Linked DNA regions of Drosophila melanogaster: regions 1 and 3 are each linked to region 2. A link is a contact called in public HiChIP or PLAC-seq data. All regions are on one chromosome and are shown on one strand. Each heading gives the region's core, a stretch centred on a gene start, on an enhancer-like site or on the middle of the called end of the contact. The rest is flanking DNA. Distances are from core to core; before and after follow the strand shown. Region 1 overlaps Myo81F (Myosin 81F). Region 2 overlaps Myo81F (Myosin 81F). Region 3 overlaps Myo81F (Myosin 81F).

What was found. HiChIP or PLAC-seq counts read pairs in DNA pulled down with a chosen protein or histone mark.
Region 1: a contact with region 2 is called in a Pc HiChIP or PLAC-seq map of the Kc167 cell line, with 4 times the contacts expected there. The contact joins two enhancer-like sites.
Region 3: a contact with region 2 is called in a Pc HiChIP or PLAC-seq map of the Kc167 cell line, with 2.3 times the contacts expected there. The contact joins two enhancer-like sites. A contact is called at or near these places in 2 of 6 datasets of contacts at active chromatin or transcription factors (both in the Kc167 cell line).

The regions. Positions count from the first base shown.
Region 1 is chr3R:770,924-774,664 of dm6, forward strand. The region is part of intron 1 of Myo81F (Myosin 81F); the gene reads left to right. Among named protein-coding and RNA genes, the nearest start is that of Myo81F, 210 kb to the left of the region's middle. Within about 2 kb of position 2,403, at least 1 of the 39 cell types and tissues checked has an H3K27ac peak or open chromatin away from gene starts, as enhancers often do. A contact at or near this core is called in the Kc167 cell line, where this site is marked.
Region 2 is chr3R:1,021,291-1,024,659 of dm6, forward strand. The region is part of intron 5 of Myo81F (Myosin 81F); the gene reads left to right. Among named protein-coding and RNA genes, the nearest start is that of lncRNA:CR46123, 340 kb to the right of the region's middle. Within about 2 kb of position 1,346, at least 1 of the 39 cell types and tissues checked has an H3K27ac peak or open chromatin away from gene starts, as enhancers often do. A contact at or near this core is called in the Kc167 cell line, where this site is marked.
Region 3 is chr3R:870,443-874,166 of dm6, forward strand. All of the region lies in intron 3 of Myo81F (Myosin 81F), which reads left to right. Among named protein-coding and RNA genes, the nearest start is that of Myo81F, 310 kb to the left of the region's middle. Within about 2 kb of position 1,674, at least 1 of the 39 cell types and tissues checked has an H3K27ac peak or open chromatin away from gene starts, as enhancers often do. A contact at or near this core is called in the Kc167 cell line, where this site is marked.

The sequences.
Region 1 (3,741 bases), core at 1,153-3,652, 250 kb before region 2:
GGGTGGGGTCCCTCCCCAGCGGATTGATCGGATTGCTCCGAATCTTTTTAAGCTGCCGATCTTAGCAACATATGCGGATTTGCTGCGATTGACAGCTGATCAGCTGTGGAGTCCTGTTGATCATTTGCCCGTGGTTGCGAGGCCTTAGGCAGCCTACCACCATCAGCTTTTTTGCGCTTTGGAGATTCATCTAATAGGTTAAGGCCATTAAACTGTGAAAGCTAGCTACGCCAAAACTGTTGATCAGTTCTTTCAAGCCACCCTTAGTTTGGCGCATAAACGATTTCATATCGTTCGCAACCACAAGGCAAGCATCACAACAGTAATTTAGATTTTTACCCTTTGCTAGGTCATCACTTGTACGGCCATTAAAACCAGCGCACTTAGCATGCACCATTCTATCACATAGCCAACAAGTCATTTTTGGCTGCTCAGGTTTTATAACCTGGCAACAATTTTTATAAAAGCAGACTACATTTACGGTTTTCATGTTTATCTGAAATCAGACCACTGTGCATGAAAACACAAGATCAAAACATTCAAGTGAGCTGTTAAAAGAATCACACGAGAGCAATCTGCACGCTCAGAAATTTATATTTTGTGTTGGAGAGCGAAGGAGCGAGTGAGAGCGAGAGAATGGGTGCACAGTGCAGTTTCTGTGCATGCAAAAAACAACACCAAACAGCACTGCGAACAACGCACAAAAGGGAGGGTAAACAAAACACTAAGAAGAAAATTGCAAAATACTTTATATATTTGTTTAAACTACTACACAAATCACATAGAATCACAGGAAACCCCCACTCCTCCGGACTGGGTGATAGGAGCACGACATCAGCAAGAATTGACCCACTCAAGAATAGACCACACAGCACTCCATATTTTCGGCAATCCGACTCACCCACATAAGAGTGTGCGACGCAGCATTTAGCTATAACACTTACACATGTAGTATTAAGGCACTATGTATTTCCTATGTACTTTTCTCAGCGGAGGTCTCGTTGTGACCACCGCTGCAAATAAAGATCAGATTGATTTTGTCATTCGAACAAGTATCACGCCTTCTTCTCTAAAAACCCAAACTTGGAACTTCGGACCAAACCCACACCAAACTCTCAGAACCACCAACTACATTCAGGACATAGAATCCTGAATCTTAACTGGCGCAGCCGACGACTACGAACCGGAATGGATCGCTTTTTAATGATGTTATTGTAAGCATACACATATGTACACTAGTGATGGTTATCTGTGAGTAGTAAAATTTTGTAAATTGAAAAGTTCGGAGTATAAAGTAATACAGAAAGAAGAGAAATAAGAAGGTGCGACATGGGAAGCAAAAGAGTGAAGAAGAGCAAGTTAAGTATCGTGTGGTGTTGTGATAAAAGTGATTAGGGGACAGCAATAGAAAAGGAATTATTTGGCGAGACAAGTGGGAATTTGGTGACAATATGATCAAAAAAAGAAAAGAAGAATAAAGGAAAAACAAATAAAAAAAAAAACAAAAAAAAAAAAAAATTAAATAAAATAATTTAGATAAATAACAGGGGTGTTGAAGAATACGAAAGAAGTTTGGCCAAATGATTTTTTTATATAGCTGGTAGACTGAATTTGAGTCAGAAATTTGTTCGTTCCCTTTTGTTTTAATTGTGCTGTTTGGACATAGTAATTGGCAGTGCTCTGCCGTCCCATCGCGGTTCTGCAGAGTACGGCCAATTTGTTTTTGTTGTGTCACAAAGAAAAGTAAATAAAATGAGATAGGTCAGGAATAGCCTCTGCAGTCCCATCGTGTGTTCTGCAGAGCGCGGTAAAGGTACATGTTGGTATGAAGTAATAAAGAAAGAAAAGAAACAAAGAAAAAAAAAAAAAGAATAAAGAGAAAAGTAAAGTTATTGCTGAAACATATCTGCAGTCCCATCGCGTGTTCGGCAGATTGTGCAATATTTTTTTGTTTTGAATGTCAATGTTAAATGAAAAAGAAAAAGGAAGAAAAATGAAAAATATTGGAGGAATAACTCTACAGTCCCATCGTGTGTTCTGTAGGTTATCGCAATATTTTTGTTGCGAGTTGCTATAAAAAAGAGAAAGAAAATAAAGGAATGTAAAAAGAGCAAAGATAAATACATAGAGTTAGCCTCTGTAAGTCCCATCGCGTATTCTGCAGAGGACTGCTCAAAGTGTAAGGGCACTCCCATGTCGTAGTCCTTAAGGAAGGAACTTCCAACAGTATGAAGGTAGATTGGTCATTTTTTAATAAAGATGTTTTTTCATTATGTTGCGTTAAATAATAAAGAAGGAAATACAAATATACACTAACTTGCCTAAAGTATTGACAATTGCGAATTTTATACCTTCACAGGTAGAAATCAAGAACACAACACCTGAGAGCCTCAACCACCACCTTATATACAAATTCTACACATCTTAGTACCTAAGTAAAATAAGTACATTTTTTAGAATTCAGATTGAGTCACATGTGAGCGTGCTTTTCTTAAAAGATATAATAAAAGTGGACTTAATGCCTAACATAAGTAAAGTTACAAATCTAAGTAAGCCCACCCAAATTACCACTAGAGCAGTCAGTAAAAGGAAGGTTGTTAGCGAGAAAGAGGTACAGGATAGTTCATTGTCATTAAGACCAAGAGTTCCGTCCGCTAGTTCAAATATGGATTCGAGTACTACCTCATCGCCGCCTCTAACCGCCAATATGGGCATAAATCCTGTTGAATTGGTGGCATCAATGAGGGTCGTGTCGCAAACAGTCCTCACGACATTCGTTGGGGGACTGCTGGGAAACCTCGGGGGTATAGTCAGAGCCTGGAGGCCGCAAGACCTCGAAGAAGCGTATGACGTAGCCATCAAAGAGAGGAACCTGTATTTTTCTGAAAGTTCGGCGTACAGTCAACAAAGGCAGCCAATGAGGCAGAACGATCGTTTTCGCCCAAATTACAATCAATACCAAAATAGGGACCGGGATCACTTCCAAAACAGGGCCTATAACCAGTACCAAAGTAGGGATCGTTACCAATACCAGAACAGGGACAATAATCGCTACAGCCGTAATACATACGAGAACAACAACAGGAACTCTAGATATCCAGCCATTTTGCCAAGCGATGATACGCCGAGTACATCAAACGCTGCGGCAAAGAAGAACGCTAATGTGAACAGGCCAAGTACAAACGGACAAAGACTGTTTAACATTGAGACAAACACCAAGACAAACGATACTGATTCTGCACATAACTTCGAAGAGGACGAAAATTTTCGGGCAGGAGCCTCGAAAAACAAACAGGATTCTTGAGTAAATTTCAGTTGGACGCTAACTTGCCGTATTTAATTCTGTCGTTTCAAAACAATAGCAACTTAAAATTCCTGGTAGATACGGGGGCTCAAGGCTCTTTTATCACCCCTAAATTTGTACCAGATATAGCAAAGATCGCTTTGGAAAAACCCATTTCTATTAATACAGTTTTACAAGAACACCCAATTTCACAGATGGCAATATTACCAATTTTCGAGCAAGAGAGAGAATTCCCTTTTCTAATGTTTGACTTTCACCAATTTTTCGATGGATTAATAGGCTTGAATATTCTAACCCAGTTGCCAGCTATAATCGATATCGCACAATTGACTTTCACGTTGCCCAATACAATTCTGCCCTTGAGGGAAATTAAGAAGGAATCTAAATCCTTAATCAAGGTTCCAGTTAGTGTCAAGGAGGGGCCCTTTTTGTGTGAA
Region 2 (3,369 bases), core at 96-2,595:
ATGTTTGTTTGAGTATGTTTGGACAATCATTGCAGTAAAATAGGGGTTTGTAGTACTCTTTTTTAATTTTTTATACTTTATACATAAAGCGTAATTGGTACCTTTTGTCTTAGGAAACTTTTAGGATGAGTTGATCGTTAAAATCGTTGATGGCTTGTCGGATTTGGGTAGATTTGGGGCATGTTCGGGAACCGTTTCGTTGTGCTTCAAGTTAGCGTCTGCCCTGCTTAATTCGTCGGCCATGACATTTTGGGAGTCAGGAAAGTAAACTTCCTGTCGAACAAATGTGGTCTGAAATACTGAACGACCCGAATGATCACCAACAATACTTTTTCTATGGTCTGTGTGTCACATACATTCAGTGGGTTTTGAGCACATTACTTTGTTGCGCATGACGCTTTGTTTGATTGGCCTGGAACCTATGCTGTGCTTTATAATACGCGTACGTCCAAAGCCTTCTTATTCGTATGATGTGATTTTGCTTTTGACTTTGCTAAGTGTGTTTTGCTGATCGGTAGATAGTTCGTAGTTTTTGGTCGTAATGTCAGTCTCCGATGCTATCAATAATTTAGCTGAGTGAGATGTTTTAGATCAGGAATGATAAAGAACGTTACGGTTTATTATGAGTCATATTTAATTTCTACGATTAATCTCCCCTTGACCAAACATTCCGAGTTATTTGTGGTACTGATGTGTCCGACACAATTACATAATTGAGGGTGATTACTTTTTTACTGAAGCGCTTAAGACTAATAACGCGGCATATGACTGATCCTCATTTACAATATCCCGTATACATTCGGCTGTCTCTGTTAAAAAATATAGCCGATATTAAGCGCTTATGACTGTCGCAAACTCTTTACCAACACATTCTGGCTCGCGAGGTTGATCTCTTGTGTTTATAGTCGTAGCCATCCGAATATTCGGCTTGTAGCTTCTTTTTACGGAGTTGGCATATTCTGACATGTTTTGTGTGCAACCGCGTTTCCTTTCTCGTCTGAACTGCTGTGGCCTATAACTGAGTGTCTTGACCCAGACTTTTTGTCTCCTTATACATCTAATGTTTCGGATGCGGCAACTGGGTGTTGGCTGATGCATCCTTCCTCCGGTTTTTGCGAGCTTACAAGTCTGGCATTGAGGTTTAATTACATTCTTAGCTCCGCAATGGCCTAGGGACGAAAGAGCTTTTCATACCATTCATTAGCGTTTTCTTTAAAGAAGAAGTGTAAATGGTCACACAGGATCTGTCGGTCTCCGTTAAGGTTTTGTTGGGCTAGGGATAAGGTAAAGGAATTCTTCGGTCTGAAGGCCATCACGTGCGCCATCCAATTTAATTCGCCAACTCTGGATTATGTTTGGCACTTTTTCCGGATTAACTGACAAGTTCGACGTTTTGCTAGTCACACTGATATGCTGTCGATTAGCGTTGATTAGAAGATGGTCTCAACGCTGTACACTACCGTGGCCTCTATTTGGCCTAGACCAAATTGGTACTTAATTGTTCTGCTGCTGTTATTTCAACCTGCAAGAAATTATTCTTTGGCTGCATATAGAGGTCGTGCACTTCTAGAGATGCTCTGAGCTGTCGATATATATATATGTGATATCGTAAATACACATTGACAATAACATAAACAAACAAAGTAAATTAAAAAAAATAGACTTCGTTTACTGATCTGCTCAAAATTCCAATGAATGGGGCTGTCTTTTGTTCAGGTTCACTAGATCGATTCTCTTGGCCGAACTATTTCTTCTCGCCAGGCGTTGTATTTAGTGGGACAGGCGGAACGCGCAATTTGTCTGAGTTAATTTGATAAGTCAGTTAATTGCTCGGGAGTCGCATCTCGAGAAGCAGGTGATTCATTAATAATTTTCATTCGCTAATTAAGAGAAGATCGCCGTACCCATATGTGAAAAGCAGAAACGTGTCAGAAAAGCATTAAACTGAGCCGACTTAATCTGTGAACGGTTGTTCGTTAGGATCGCCTAGGGGTGCCTCGCCGAAGGTTTAAAATACGTGCTTCACTAGGAAATCTAGGATTTTGTCAGACGTAAATTTCTTCAATAACTGCAACAGATAAAACTTTGAAAGGTGATCGGCTATGATAAATAACCCGGTATTCTTCTCCTTAGACCTAAAAAGTCCATATACAATTTTTGAAATGGCCTGTCCGACGTCATTGGCCTGCCCGTGGGTGGCCTAAGGATTACGTTTGCACCTTTAGTGGCTTTACACGTAGTTCATCTAGATTTGTACGAACGGATTTGAGTGATCATACGCGGCCCAAAGTGATCATACGGTTCAGGTTTCTGTGCCATCTCTAAGAGTGGAAGGCACCCACAGTTTCTATGATGCACTATCTAAACTTTTCCTTTCACTATCTAATGCAGAAAAGCAAAAGAATTAGTTAATTTGTTTAAACTAGTAATAAAGACCTTCGCTGGTTAAACAAACACAAATGTAAATTCACAACGGAGAAAAAACAAGACCGTTCGCTTTAAAACTAGGAAGACGTCAGTGATCATCCATTAGGTCAGGCCAACGCTCTTCCCAGAACCGCCTTTACCGACCAATGATTCCACTGTCCTTCTGACCACGCCAGGCTCTTGGCGTCTCTGCAAATGCACCACCTGCCGGCTCGAAAAGGGATTAGGATGTTATGGGAGCAGGGTGTATCGTCCGTAAGGTCATGCCAACGCTCTTCTCAAATGGGATTGTTTCATTAGTTATTTTAAATTTGCAAAATAAAAATGTATTAATATTGTTGCCAATAATTTTAAAGTGTTTATTTTAATGGAACTGTGTTGTGTATTAAAAGTTATAGAATTTCGAAGAATATAAAGTTTTAAACTTTACAAAAAACTTTAAAAAATCACCACAAAAAGTGACAAAAACGATGTTTTGACAGTATTTTGCGGGTTCTCAATGTGGGTGTCCCAAAAATGTTTTCGGTAAATCAATCGAAATTTCTATCGGTATATAAAAAACATTTAAGCCACTTCCTCTCTAACGGCCACACCAGAAATTTTATATCATTTTGTGTAAGCGGCACTGGCATAATCTTCCTCTTCTAGAACTCATTGCTCCAGACGTTGTACGGATGGTTGCAGAGGCAGACTTCCATAACGAGTTTAAATCACTTTTGGTATAAAACAATATTTTAATATTCATTTTAAGCTGGTTGAAAACTTTTACTATACTGAAGTCAACACCTTATTGATCTACATGTGCGGTAACGTGTTTTTTCTGCGTCGACCGCTGGCTTGTGTTTTCCGCAAATTTTTCCTCTAGATATTTTGTCTTGGTTTCACAGTAATTTCCCATATCGCAATCAGATTTGTTGTGACGTTCTTAATGTCTTTTATATT
Region 3 (3,724 bases), core at 424-2,923, 150 kb before region 2:
ATCTCTCCGCAAATCGTGATAATAATATTGAAATCCATCAAGGCCATCTAAATTAAAACGTTTTTCATCAGTAAAGACATCTGAACGGCAATCATTTAGACGAGTTTCAGATTGGACATTCCACGTCATGTTTTCCTTCGCGAATTGAAATCATTTTTCCGTGCATATTACATTCAAGGGGGGGGTTTTCCTAGATTTTTAGACGCTTCACGTGTTCTGAATTTCTTTGTACGCTGAACAGTTGATAAGCTTGCTTTTACTCTGGCCAATTCCTTGATCTTAAGGCTAGCCAACCAATATTAAAAATGCAGCTTTCGCTGGAGTAGAATTCTTGAGCGAGTGCTCTTTATTATAATTGAAATCAAACTGAACTTATTCTATTTTAAAAAAGCTATTTTTTAAAGCCGGCAAGCTGACCGCTCGCCCAGCAAGCCGACCGCTCGCCCAGCAAAGTGCTGACACGAGCAGAAACAGCATACTTCCCCATACTGGGAAGACCATTGGGAACCAGACACGGCCCCAACAGATGTTTATGCTAAATCTGCATATAAAATGTTAGGGTAACAACCCCGGACTTTTATCGACTTAAGTTTTATTAGCAGTGTTAACTTATATATATATATAAATACACCACAATAGATAGGTTAAGTTGTTATTAATCTGTAGATAGATAGATTAATGGAATACATAAGTTAAAAGAATGGTTGTGTATTTCGATGAGTTAATTTTACAAGGTATATGATGCCTTTCCGACCGTATTTGGTATATAAATTAATAAAGTCATGGCGTTGCAGGGGGGATCCCTCGCTGCAGTCACAGAGATATTGCCAGTTGGCTGCTAATCTTCTGATAACCCCCGTACGGTGGCGGAGGGCTATTAACATCACTTACGGTGATTAGGTTGGGGAGATGACTGTCTTCCTTATGGCTACTGGCCTAGAGACTCAGATAGATATGGTAGTTTAAATCAATAATGACAGATTTGCCGGAGTCGGTTCTACGAGCTGTGCTCTTTATTAATATAAAGATATAAATATAAAAAAAAAAAAAAATAACAATATGCTTGGTCAGCAATTTGACCGGTGCTAGAGCGCGGACGATCGGTCCGGTTAACTCAGTTAACTACTCCCACTTCAAGATTAAGGCCGCCCTCGGCCGACCCTATTTGGGTGAGAACTTCCTTCAGTTGGGCTGCAGATCTTTTGGCCCTAGTGGCTCGCAGACAGGTTAGGCCGAAGCAGATAAGAGCGCATTAAATTGCTTCCGCAATTAGCGCTTCGAATTTCTTAATCTGCTCCAAATTATTTTCACTCGAGCGTTGTAGATATGGGAGGCTCAGGATCTCTTGTTTCATCGAGATATTCAGGACAGGGGAGTTAGCTACTCCCGGTGATCTTTTCTGCACCATGTCGTGATTTTTGAAGATGTTCTCATTGACCATAGCATATTAAGTGCGTGCCTCCAATGTGAATGAGTGCTGGTCTATCGTTGATGACGATTATCCCTTTGTCGACGTAGGTGATAGGATGCATGTCGCTCTGCTGTGTATTGCAATGTGCTATGCCCAGCGTGGAGTTCTTGGGCACACGAGCTCACCATAGATAACTGGCAGAACGTCGCCCCGGGATTTCTCCGTTGCACTCCGCCACCACATAATCCTCTAACCTCAACACCGTATCATGGTGTACCACTGAAAGGACGGTGATTTTCTTACACGCAATAATGATCTTGGGGAATTTTATTATAAAATGCAGAATGTTAAGGGATTGTAAAACTTTAACGGACGCACCGGACAAAATTTCCCTAATGGGGGTGTTGATGGGCTCCTCGCCCAAAACATTCTCCAAGTCTGCATGGTCCAGGAAGTTTGACTATCAATGTTAATCTTTGCGAGTGTGATTGTCAAAATAAGGTTCTGTCAATAGCATTTCGTAAAGGTGGCGTGTATCAATTTGTGCATTTTTTGAGACCTTTAGAATCTGATTAACTGTGTAAATAAGTTCGTTAATTCGAACCTGTGTTTTAGTATTAATTTCAATTTGACTACTGTGTGCATTAATGAGCCGTGCTTCATTGAACCTTATCTTCTCAAATTCTTCGGCGTCAGGTGTTCCTTCGACAACCTTCAACGCAGTTTCGTCAAGAACTCGACTATACTCAGAGAGGCTTGATAGGCCGATGTCACGGCTAGGAGACAGAGCAGAAGCGTTGGAAACAGCCTATAAAATTTGTGGTTGATTAAAACATGTTCGAACTAAAGTTGCCCACCACCAATAGATATAAAAAATTGATGCCGAGCGGTTATGAATAATGAAAACTATGCCAAGTGGCTAAGGGTAATGAAAAATAATAAAAACTTATGCCAAGTGGCTATAAATAATAAAAAGGTAACTGAAAACTTATGCCGAGTACCTACAAATAATAGAAAATAAAAACCTCGAGGGAATCGCAACGTCCTGCTTGGGTTACTTGAGGTTGTCTTTTCGGACCACCACCACCGCCCCGATGGTCCTCTCCTCACATAAGGGAGTGAGTTTGTTGCCTAGTCGTCTGTTTGACTTTACTAGGACCTTATCACCGACCTGGAGCAATCTGTTCCGCCGAGAAACTTTTTTTCGGTTTCTTGCCAAATTTTGGGCGTTTTTGATTTTTTCCTGGACATCACTTTGCGGATCATCCCGATCTGCCAGCATGAACTCGGCCGGTTTCCTGTTAATAACAGGGGTGATGGACTTGTTATATCTGGCTGCGGTCAGCAAGATTAACTTCGCCGTGTCACTTATGCCTTTGTCCATTTTTAGACATCTAGCGATTTCGATTAACGTGCTGTGGAAGCGCTCCACCTGTCCGTTTGAGACGCTATGGAGGGGCGGTGCATTCGGGATGCTGACGCCGATGCTGTTCGGTGGTGAAGATTTCTCTTCTTTCGGCGACCGCGTAAGTGTCGGTGACCCTGTTTTTACAATGCCAGAACTTTGTGGCCGGAAACTGTCGAACCACATCGTCTTGGATTAATGCCCGTGTGTGAAGATCACAGTGGAAGGCTTTTACACCATTAGGAATAATGGTGTTAGCAAGTTCCTCTAGCAAAGTCTGTTTGCACGAGAAATTGTTCGAGTGACGCCTCTTATTCCCAAAAAGTGTAAAGGTGCGTTTCCATGGGGAGCGCGCCTCTTCTAAAAATATTTGCTTCTGGAAGCAATTCACGGGTTTGTCCCTGGACTCGATATTATGTGTAAGCGAAAGTTCGCTGTGAAGCGTGGCCGCGCATGACTCTGGTTCGTGGTTTCTAACAGCATTGAGGGAGAGGGCATCGGCAACGAGATTATTTTTTCCGGGCTTGTAAAAAATTCGTGCGTGAGTTCTTGGTGTTCGGGTTGGATTCCGGCACTGCAAATGTCAAGGGTTGGTGCTCGGTAAAGATGTTTAATTCTTTGACCGCATAAAGTTAGTGTCGCAACTTGTCTAGTGCCCAGACTATGGGTAACAGCTCCACTTTATTGGTAGCACAGTTAACCTCTCTGTCGCTCAATGTCTTAGAGATCATTCTAATAGGACGTCCCTCTTGGGACAGCACTGCGCCAATATCGTAGGCCGAAGCATCTGTCATTAGATCAAGCTCTTTTTTTAATCAGGGTATCGAGGATGACGTCATCAGGCGCCAGGATATTACGTAGTTTATCGAAGGCACGTTGTTGCGCATTGGAAAATTTTACCTGGATAC